Regions from separate parts of the Sus scrofa genome. Here all the other regions are linked to region 3. A link is a contact called in public HiChIP or PLAC-seq data. All regions are on one chromosome and are shown on one strand. Each heading gives the region's core, a stretch centred on a gene start, on an enhancer-like site or on the middle of the called end of the contact. The rest is flanking DNA. Distances are from core to core; before and after follow the strand shown. Region 1 holds the start of RPL27A (60S ribosomal protein L27a). Region 2 overlaps ST5 (suppression of tumorigenicity 5 protein). Region 3 has its middle 40 kb from the start of ST5.

Region 1 (3,154 bases), core at 382-2,881, 98 kb after region 3:
GCCGTGGCTCACGTGGCCGCGGAGTTTCCGGGTCTTCCTTAGTCTGGACGGCTGTGTGGGAAAAGGTGCCCGGGGTGAGGCCCTGGGAGGTGGGGCGGGGGCCACGCTTGCCAGCCTGGGAAGGGGCTGGGGCGGGGGTCTGCTCTGCGGCGCCTTCAGCGAAGCTGAACCAGGCTGATCACCGCCTGGTTCTCATCAGGGAGGCGCCCGGGTCCGCGTGTCTCAGGAATCCGGACTCCGGGAAGAACACGCGGCCCCAGGCTCCCCGCCCCGTCCCGGCCGCCCCGGCCGGCGGCCGGACGTGAGCGGCCTGGAGGATGAGGCCAAAGGCGGGAGCAGGTGGCTGGGGGAGCAGGTGAGCAAAGCTCGCGGCCTAGGGTAGCAACCACACGGGCGGACCAGGACAATCACCTACCATGTCGGCGGCCGCGACGCAAGAGGAAGGCCTCGGCAAAGTCTCGCGAGCTATCGGGCCCAGGGGCGGAGCCCACGCCTCACTTCCGGCTCGGGGGGCGGGGCCTGCGAGGGCGCGGATCTCGCGCGATTACAGGTCTTGCCGTTTTCGCATCCGGGGGTTGAGCTCGCCATCGCAGAGCTGTTCCGGGGGCGGCGGCGGGGCCGGGAGCCCTGCGCGGTGCAGTGAGTGCGCTGGCGCTCGCAGGCTGAGCTCTGCCGCCGGGGGCGGGGCTTGAGGGCTGCGGTGCGCGCCGCGGGCGGGAAAGCCGCCGGGGCCGCCGGTCTCAGCTCCCCGCCGACCGCCGCAGCCCTGAGCAGTCCCGCGGGTCTCGCTCTGGTTTTGGTGGCTGGCTCGGGCCGGGCGTAGCGGCCGCTTGGCTTGTCCCCTGGCCGCGTGAGGAGCCACTTTTGGCCTTCGGTGCCCACCGGGTCCTCACCCCGCGGCGTATGGAGCGTCCCAGGTCAGGGGTAGTCGGAGCTGTGGCCGCCAGCCTGCACCACGGCCGCAGCAAGGCCGGCCTTTAACCCGCTGAGCGGGCCCAGGGCCGAACCCGCGTCCTCACGGACGCCAGTCGGGTTCGTTAGCCTCGCTCTGGTCCTTTTAGGCTCCGTTTTTGATGTCTCGCCCACCTTCCCGGGCCTGCGCGCCCACGCTCTCGGTCTTCCTCGCTCCTTCGCCCTTGTGCCTGGTCCTGGCCTTGTCCTCGCTTTGAACAGCCTCAGTTCAGGGACCTCTGCGCTTGCTCGCGTTAAGGTCCTGTACTCTCCAGACCCTGTAGATTTTCCGCCGCTCTCTTGTAATTTTCACTGGCACCTACTGGGCGCGCCTGTGAGCCCCTCCTCTTCTGGACAGAGAACCCCCGCTCAGTCTGGACCCAAAGTGAGCGTCCCCTCTTGGAAAACTGACCCATCCGGTCACGGTTGCTCACATGCCCCCACTGGGCCTCCTCAAAAATCTAGGGCGTGGCTCTTAGAGAATCTTGATCTGCGTTTGTCTTTCCTGCTGGACCAAACTCCTCAAAGACTGGAGGATTATTTTCTTTTTATCCATGTACTCCCAGCTCCCGGCATGTAGTACATGTTCAACAAATGATCGTTAACTAAAGTGGAGGGGGCACCCTTCCCGTGTTAAGTCTCAACCAGTGTTCAGGATCACAGTCCATCAGTTAGTCTGTGTGTGTGTGTGTGGTTTCTGTGCCATGTTCTGTAAAGCTAAAATACTGCTTAGCTAAAATATCCTAAATTCTCCCTGTCTCTCTTTCCTACCCTTGCTCCTTCCTTTTCAGCCAAGTTCACCCAAAGAGCAGTCAACAAATCCTGTGCATTTGCTAGTTTCCTGTTCATCCTTTAATCCATCACAGTCTAGCCCTCAGTCCCATTATTGTAATTAAAGTGCTCCTACCAAAGTCATCAATTAACCAAACTCCAAACTGCATGGACTCTTCTCCATAGCACTTGTACTCTGTCTTAACCCATTTGACTTCTTTTTCTAGAGCACCTCTTGCATTCTTCCTACCAGTCTTCCTTTCAGGTTCTTCTGCCTTTGTCCACCGTTTAACTGTTGGTATTCTTCAGCCGTCTGTGCTTGCCCCTGTTAAGGTTTCGTAGGATGCCGTCTCTCCGGCGAGCTCATCTTGGGTGGCTTCCGTCTTCATCTGTGTTGCTGACTCCACAGTCGTATTCACTTAATTACGGGCTAGTTTCCCTCCGACATTCCGAGGGATGTCAGGGAGACGGAAAAAATTATCCTGAGCATCCTTTTCTCTGACACGCTGTCACCAAGTCCTTTTTTAGCCCTCCTGGCACTCCTTCGTGAAGGCCCTTCTCACATCGCTTCTCTGGGGTTCAGCGCCCTCCTGTGATCACCCTGCCTGCACTCCCCCCTCCAGCCCCTCCGTCCTTCACGCCTCTGCCAGGTTCATCTTCCCCAGCCACGACTCTCATGCTTTCACTTACTTCATCAACAAGTTCAGGAGCCCCAGCTGGCCCCAGAGAACAGCGCAGACTCCCCTCCACTTTCCGACACAGGTTTTCTACTGCAGCCAAACTTGAGCCATCCCTGCTGCCCTTCCTCCTGTGAGGTCCTGTTTCTCATGCCAGCTATACTCCCCCTCCTGACCGGAGGTCCTGAAGCTTCCTCTCCTTCTTCAGAGACCCACCTTATCCCCTCCCAGTGCCCAGCTATAATAGCCGAACACAGGCTGCAGTTTCCAGAGTGCATGTGCCTCAGGGGTCCGCACCCCCAGCCCCGGGTGCAGGGCACCGAGGCCCAGCAGGTTGCCTGGCTGCCAGGCGCCAGGGCTGCTGAGACAGAGCCGGGCCTGGTCTCTGTCCCTCCAGGTCTCCTGCCCTTTCCTCAGTGACCACACGCCCTCTGACCTCACAGTGCTGGGGCCTTCATCGGGCCTGGAGCCCTTCGTCCCATGCTGCCTGTCGCCAGCAGAAAGAGGGGCCTGGGGCGTCGGGGGCAAGGCCTGAGAAGAGGTCACCCTCCATCCGGCATCAGGAGCGGCCCGTGCGTGCGCGAGCGGTGAGCGGAGCTCCCTGGACACGGCCCCGAGGAGGTGAGCCGGGCAGAGCGTGGGCAAGGAAAGGTCACCCCCGGTGTCCAGCACGGAGGGGCTGCAGCCAGGACCAGGGCTGCAGGGGCCGGGGGCCGGGGCTCTGCCGCAGGGGCGTCGGCCGGCTGGCTTCTCGG
Region 2 (3,202 bases), core at 145-2,644, 72 kb after region 3:
TTTGTCCAGTCCTGTGGCTCCCTGAGAAGCGGCGTCTGAACCTCTGGGTGGGAGCCACGGCCGGGCAGGCCGCTGGGGGCTGGGGGTGGCCCAGGCTGAGGCCTGCTGCCCGGAGAGGTGGGAGTGCGCTGCTGGCACCTCTGTCCTCAGTAGCGGTGCTGGCAGGGAGGGGGTGGGACACGCAGGGTAGGGGCAGCACTCGCTCCTGGTCCTGTCAGCGTGTCACTCCAGTGATTCTGCTGCATGACTGGCCAGGCCTAGCCTCCCCCAGGCCACTGTTGTGTTTCAGAGAAGCCCGGGCACATGCTGGGGGGAGGGGCTCGGTCCTCAAGGGCAGGGACTGTGCTCGGGACCTTCTGTGACTTCCTGGTAGTGCCAGTGCCATGCCTGCTGCTGGGATTTCAGAAGTGAGTGCCCAGAGAAGCAAGGACCCCCCACCCCACCCCCTGAGCCCACACGTCTTTCAGGCCTCTTGTCTCCTCTGTGTCACAGTAGGAGACTTGATTCCAAAAGGGGACCGATGACCATCCTGTCTTTGCTGAGGTCCATGGGGGGCAGGGGGGACAGAGCAGTTCACTGAACAAATAACACTGGGCACGCACGACGCACCTGTCACTGCTCTGGTGCAGCGTCATCTCAGCGGACCAGACAGGAGGCCCGTCCTGAGGGAGCTGGGGAGCCGAGCGCAGGCGAGCTGGAGGCCTGGCAAAGCCCAGCCCCCTGGAGTCCCCAGAGTCCCTCCACGCCCACCCCCGGAAGTGCTCCTCGGGGAGCCGTGGGTGCAGGGACAGCCGTGTGGCCTCTGAACGCCTGTCTTCCATTGAACTGTGTGTGGCTCTGGGCCCTTTGCAGCAGAGGGGCTGGAGCCAGGGGAAAGATGCCTGGTGTTGGCTTTGTCCCCGGCTGGGCACAGGCACGGGTGGCTGAGCCAGTCTTGTGCAATCCTTGAATTTATAAAGCAGAGGCCGGACATGGCGGAGCTGGACCGGGGGTGGGGGTTCAGCCTCTGGACGCGGAGCCAGGATCTGTTTGTAGCCTCCTCACTGCAGACGGGCAGCTGCGTGACTCATGAGCTGAAGGGCCAGGCAGAAGCCGCGCGCTCTCTGGCTCCCAGGAATGCAGCTTGTTTGTGTGTGTGTGTGTCTCCTCCTTCCCGTCCCTCACTTCTTCCGCCTCTGCAGGGGATCTGCCCAAGGAGAATCCGTATGAGGATGTGGACTTGAAGAGCCGAAGGGCAGGCCGAAAACCCCAGCCGCTGTCGGAGACCTCCCTGGACTCTTTGCACAGGATGTGGAGCCCGCAGGACCGCAAGTACAACAACCCGGCCGCTCAGGTAACGGCAGCCCTGCCTGCGGCCGGCCGTGGGCTCCGCGGGGGGCGGGGCGGGGCGGGGCCTCATCCGGGCTCCGCCCACTGGTGCCCGGCAACGGCGGTGACGTCAGGAGGGAGCGCTGTCCGAGGAGACCTCCGCCTTGTGCGTCCCTGTGGACAGTGGAGGCGCGCCCCGAGGGCCGGCCTGCCCCCTCCTGCCCTTCACTGCTTGGCTCTGCGCCGCAGCACCGGGGGGTGGTGTCTCGTGCAGTCACGGCCCCTCCTCCCTGTTCGTGGGGGCGGAACACAGGCCTGGCGTAGCTGTGGCAGAACCCATCCCAGCGCTGGCACTTGGGGGCCAGGCATTGGCCCAAGACTGAGATTTGGAGAACTAGACAGGTGTCAGGACGGGATTTGGAGCCACTCGCATTGGATAAATGGCTGAGGAGGTGACTCTCCGAGGAGAGAAGTGACAGAGGCAGAGTGAGAGCAAGGTGCTGAGTCGAAGGAGGCTCTTCCACGTGAGCTCCTTCTGGTCTCGTCCGTGGTCGACGGGAGGCGGCAGAATGGACAGCCTTTTGGGACTGTGCAGGCAACCCCGGTTCTCCTGGACATTTTATAGCACTGGCGAGAGAATATAAAAATTAATTCTTTTGGCTTTGAAATGATGTGTATTTTTTTTTTTTTTCGTCTTTATAGGGCCACACTTGTGGCACGTGGAGGTTCCCAGGCTAGGGGCTGAATCAGAGCTACAGCTGCCGGCCTACACTACAGCCACAGCAACGCCAAATCTGAGCTGCATCTGCGACCTACACCGCAGTTCAGGGCAGTGCCAGATCCTTAATCCACTGAGCAAGGCCAGGGACCGAACCTGCATCCTCATGGATCCTAGCCGGGTTCGTTACCGCTGAGCCACGATAGGAACTCCTGATTGTTTTTATAATAGATTTACCTTTCTGATGTGTTGTGTTTGAACACGCGTCCGTGGAATTTGTTCTTGCAGGCTGATTGGGTGGGAGGCAGAAATGGGGCTGGAGAGGAAGGAGGCACCCTGGCAGGTGAGGAGAGCAAGGCCAGGTCAGGACGGCAGGTGGCAGGCACGCCGGTCTGCAGGGTGCTGCCTTTCTAGCAGGAGCAGAGTCCGCTGAGAGTCCTGTGCCATCATTGTAGGCAGAGGGAGCAGAAAATGGATCAGGGGTGGGGCGGGAGCAGCCCAGGACTGCAGAGCTGAGGGGCTGCTGGCTCTGAGGCCGCTTTGGCGTCAGGGCCTGGAGCCCCATGTCCCCCAGAAGCAGTGAGCAGGGCTGGGCCAGCACACGGTCTCTGGCCTCAGCAGAGAAGCCTTTTGGGAAGACAGATTCCATCGGCCACACTTGAAATGAGCAGGGTCTATAGGCCTTGTCCCAGAGCTCAGAAGGAACCCCCAGACGTCTTGCTGGGCCTTCTTTTCACTCAGATGACAGCTCAGTTGCTCTGCTGTCTCTTCTCCAGCAGAACCAGTTGAGCTTCCTTCATGGCAGCAAGTGTCTAACCCAGGCCCGACCTGCCGAGGAGCCACGGGTCTTCAAGGAGGACCCCCTGGTCGATGGAGATGCCTGGGAGGGACTGGGGGCAGTCGGGGGGCTGGCCTGTGACGTCTGTGTCCGGGCCGGGCAGACAGGTGCGGCCCAGGCCTCGTGCTGAGTCCCTGGTCCCCTCCCCCCCGCAGCTCTCCCTGAAACCTGGCAGCCAGTCCCTGCGCAGTGGGAACTGGTCGGAAAGGAAGAGCCACCGGCTGCCACGACTGCCCAAGAGGCACAGCCACGACGACATGCTGCTGCTGGCTCAGCTGAGCCTGCCATCCTCGCCGTCCAGCCTCAACGAGGACAGCCTCAGCACCACAAGCGAGCTG
Region 3 (3,623 bases), core at 1,018-3,517:
GTTTTAAAGGTGGAAACCAGGAGGCTGGGTGACTTGCCTACGGACACATGGCACTGCCATGGTCTTCTGATCCCCTCTCTGCTTAATGTGGCAAAAGAGAGTTGAAAGGCTTGGTTGCTCTTGCTACGTCTGTTATCTCCTGGTTCTGTGACAAGGAAGAAGGCAAGTTATTTGGCCTCTCTTAGGTTTTTAAAAAATCGATTAAATTAGCATGATGACATCAATCCTAACTGTCAGGTCTGCTGGGTTGAATGGATGAGCCAAGATTTGTGAGTGTGTTTTAGCAAATTAGAAGGTAGTTGATAGGAGTAGGGCAGGGCTTTTTTCTAACTGTGCCAGTCCATTCCACGTCTCCTGGAGGCTCTCGTGGGGTCTTCAGGGCTGAGTCAGGACTACTTCATCATGACTCAGAAAGGGTCTCTGTCTCCCCTGGGACCAGCCTTTTAGCTCATCGCTGGCTGTCAAAACAGCTGTTAGCTTTTAAGGTCAGATGGCGGTGGACTTGAGTGGAAAGCACCAGACCAGAGGGTGGCGGGTTGGTTTCTGCTGTTAGGTTCGCGAGAGCCTAACTGGCTTCATGGCTACCAACTAAATATCTGACAACCCCCCCAAGCCTCAGTTTTCCCATCCATAAAATGGTCATATATCTATCCAGTATACTTTAAAAGGATTTCAGGATCGAATAAAATAGTGCATATAGGAGTTCTCAGTGTGGCTCAGTGGTAACGAACTGACTAATATCCATGAGGATTCGGTTTCGATCCCTGGCCTCGCAAAGTGGATTAAGGATCTGGCGTTGCCATGAGCTGTGGTGTAGGTTGCAGACGGAGCTCAGATCCTGTGTGGCTGCGGCTGTAGTGTAGGCTGGCAGCTGTAGCTCCAATTTGACCCCTAGCCTGGGACCTCCCATATGCAGTGGGGGCAGCCCGAAAAAAAATAAAAGTGCACATAAAAGAATATCACAAAGCAGAAATATACGGGGGTATGGGCTGGGCTGGGGAGGCAGTAGGGCCTGCTGTGTCCCAGGCTCTGTGCGCACTCCTGAAAGGACTGATATTCCTTGTGGCTGTGGCAGCAGCTCCCAGAAAGCCTGGGCGTTAGGCTGTGTCTGCATCACAGCTGTTGCTCAGGCTGTGACTTTGGGCTGGGCCAGGATTCTTCTGGCCCTTACCTAGTGCCTTTCCTCTCACTGCAGGAAGATGAGAGACGGCTCTGGCACCAGCAGTAGTACCATGAGGCCCTGCGCTGGTTAAAGCCATCGCCGGGACCTGGGCAGCAGCAAGGTAAGCAGAGCGGCCAGTCCAGGCGGCTCCTGGGGCGTGAGTGCATTTCCGCCTCAGCGGCCGCCGGAAAACCCCAAGTGCACAGACAAGTCAAGGCAGTGCCTCTGGGTCCTCCCCGCGCCCCAGGACCCAGGCGAAGGGCTTGCTCCCCTCCAGGTGCGCCCGCTCGCTCCCTCCCGGCGGCCGGGACTCTTCAAGTTACAAAAACTGAGGCCCTGGGGGGAGCAAGACAAATCCACTCGCTGTCCTTTCCCGTCTCCCCCTGGGCTGCTGAAGCCGGTTCCCGGGGGCAGCCCGGAGCCCTTGCTTGACGGGCAGGGAGGCAGGAGGAGTGGAATGTCTGCGGAGACCCAGGGAGCGAAAGACTGTGCTGCACCCTGCAAGCCTCCCAACGGAGGGAGGGAGGGAGGGAGGAGGGAGATGGGGGGAGCAGGGGAGGAAGGGGGAGGTGGAGGCGGAGGAGGCGGAGGAGAGGGAGGGAGGGGGAGCGGGCAGGGCGGAGGCGGGAAGAGGCGGAGGGAGCGGGAGGGAGGGGGGCCGGCGGGCGGGGCGCGTCTCCATGACGACCGGCCCGGCCGGCCCGCAGCCCCGCTCGCCTGGCTGGAAGGAGCCGGGAAGGTCAGCGGAAGGAGCTGCGGGCCGCCCTCCGCAGGTTCCGAGCCGAGTGAGGGGATTTGGGGGCCCGGGGCTCGCTGGCAGACGGGGTGTGAGGATGGAGTGGACCGGAAAGCGCCGGGACTCTCAGGTAAGCTGGGCCCGGGCGCCGGCCCTTCTCTCCTCCTTCCCTGGCCGCCGGCTGTTTCCTGGGAGGCCGGCGAGCGTCCCTGCTCCCGCCCCGAGAGCTCCGAGCGTCCCTGCTCGGGCCCGGGCCCGGGCCCCGAGCCCCGCGCCGGGCGTCCCGAGAGCTCCGAGTGTCCCTGCCCCGGCCCCGAGCTCCGCGCCGGGCGTCGGGCTCCAGCGGTCGGAGTCTCTTAGCTGGAGGGGGAGGCAAAGAGCCAGCTCGCTTGACTTTGCAAATCCTGCTGAGCTCACTGGTGCTGAACCTGCGGTGTGGGGACTCCACTCTGGGAAATCATCGTCTGACTTTTGTTTAGCACAGGAAGAGTCCTTTATGCAGGGAAAAAATGAGTTCTCATCACTCCTCATTGTGTTTGTAGTTTGTACAAGGAAATTCCAGTGTCTTTTGAGTGGCTTGGTTTGTTCCAGTGAACACTGCCTGTTTTGTCTCTTGGTGCTGCTATGTCTGACCTAATAAAAAAAAAAAGAGAGAGAAAGAAAGAAAAGCGAATTAACTCAGCTGGGAGCCGGTGGTGCGTTCCAGGGCTCCGGCGGCAGCGGAGTCCGCAGGAGAGGGGCTGTCCCAGCGAGGTCTGAGCCGGCCGCGCTCCCTCCCAGGGAGCCTGGAGAGAAGCATGCTGTCCCCCTTGACTGGTGAAGCCCTCGGCTTTGCTGAAAGATGCGTGGGGGGGGGCGGTGGCCTGCAGAGAGGTGTCTGAGCCGGATGGCAGAGTGAGCGGCTGCCAAGACGCGTGAGGTGCTGAGCTTGTGCCGAATGGATTCCTGGCTGGTGATTTAACCTTGTCCCTTCTCTGCACGGCGTTTTGATAGCACCTGTTGTGACCTGGTGGGTGGTGCCCTCGGGTGGCCTCAGAGAGGAGACGGCCCAGAAAGCGCCTTGCAGGCGATGGGGCGCCGGCCACTCTAGAACCTTCAGGTTTATCAGCCGCAATGCTGGCCGGAGGAAGGCCGCGGGAGACACTCCTGCAGCGCGTCAGGGAGGTGCCTCCGCCTCAGCCGTGTTGTCGCTGACCTTCCTCCCGGGCCTCAGGAAGCCTGGTGGGTACCTCTGGTTTCTCTGTGGGATGAGGGAACAGCTGCTGTCCTGGCTCTTCGGTTTTCTTCTTGAACTTTCTGAACAGAATGTCTTTTGTACTCTGGCAAACAAGGAGGGGGCTTCTGATGAACTTTGGGTCAGCTTGCCAATGAAAGCACTGGCCATGTCCCCAGCCGGGCTGCCCGCATGTGGCCTGAGGCTCCACAGGGTGAACCCAGTGGCCCTGGGCCTCAGATGGGCCCCTTCGAAAGCCAGGCCCTTGCACTGCACTCCGCGGCCCCTCCGCCTGGTCGAAGCCTCTGTTTGGCTGGGGGTGCGGGCACCACAGGCTGGGGCTCGCTTGGGGGCCTCTGAGTCACCGGGCCCTTCGCAGGCAACGCATATCCAGGATCTGGGGTCTTCTCTACTCCCGTGGATGTGGCGGGGCCGCTCCTCCAGTGTCCTTGCCCCCACACGTGTGAGGAGGGCTGGCAGGTGAACCTGCTTTCGTGCAGCAGCGGGAATAG

Evidence for each region. HiChIP or PLAC-seq counts read pairs in DNA pulled down with a chosen protein or histone mark.
Region 1: a contact with region 3 is called in an H3K27ac HiChIP or PLAC-seq map of skeletal muscle. The contact joins the promoter of RPL27A here to the enhancer-like site in region 3. A contact is called at or near these places in 1 of 5 promoter capture datasets (liver), 9 of 47 Hi-C or Micro-C datasets (alveolar macrophages, brain, embryonic fibroblasts and 4 more) and 1 of 2 datasets of contacts at active chromatin or transcription factors (skeletal muscle).
Region 2: an H3K27ac HiChIP or PLAC-seq map of skeletal muscle shows a contact between it and region 3. The contact joins two enhancer-like sites. A contact is called at or near these places in 6 of 47 Hi-C or Micro-C datasets (embryonic fibroblasts, epiblast stem cells, liver and 1 more) and 1 of 2 datasets of contacts at active chromatin or transcription factors (skeletal muscle).

The regions. Positions count from the first base shown.
Region 1 is chr9:710,779-713,932 of Sscrofa11.1, forward strand. It overlaps RPL27A (60S ribosomal protein L27a), which reads right to left and starts at 1,632. Exons shown (of 5, transcript XM_003482496.4): 1 at 416-1,632; 2 at 1-51. The coding sequence starts at 418. TRIM66 (tripartite motif-containing protein 66) reads left to right here and starts at 793. Exons shown (of 23, transcript XM_021062260.1): 1 at 793-917; 2 at 2,797-3,020. The coding sequence starts at 904.
Region 2 is chr9:684,242-687,443 of Sscrofa11.1, forward strand. It overlaps ST5 (suppression of tumorigenicity 5 protein), which reads left to right. Exons shown (of 21, transcript XM_021062259.1): 6 at 1,182-1,333; 7 at 3,020-3,202. Among named protein-coding and RNA genes, the nearest start is that of TRIM66, 26 kb to the right of the region's middle. Within about 2 kb of position 1,395, at least 50 of the 83 cell types and tissues checked have an H3K27ac peak or open chromatin away from gene starts, as enhancers often do. A contact at or near this core is called in embryonic fibroblasts, epiblast stem cells, liver and 1 more, where this site is marked.
Region 3 is chr9:611,869-615,491 of Sscrofa11.1, forward strand. No RefSeq gene overlaps it. Among named protein-coding and RNA genes, the nearest start is that of ST5, 40 kb to the right of the region's middle. Within about 2 kb of position 2,268, at least 55 of the 83 cell types and tissues checked have an H3K27ac peak or open chromatin away from gene starts, as enhancers often do. A contact at or near this core is called in brain, embryonic fibroblasts, epiblast stem cells and 4 more, where this site is marked.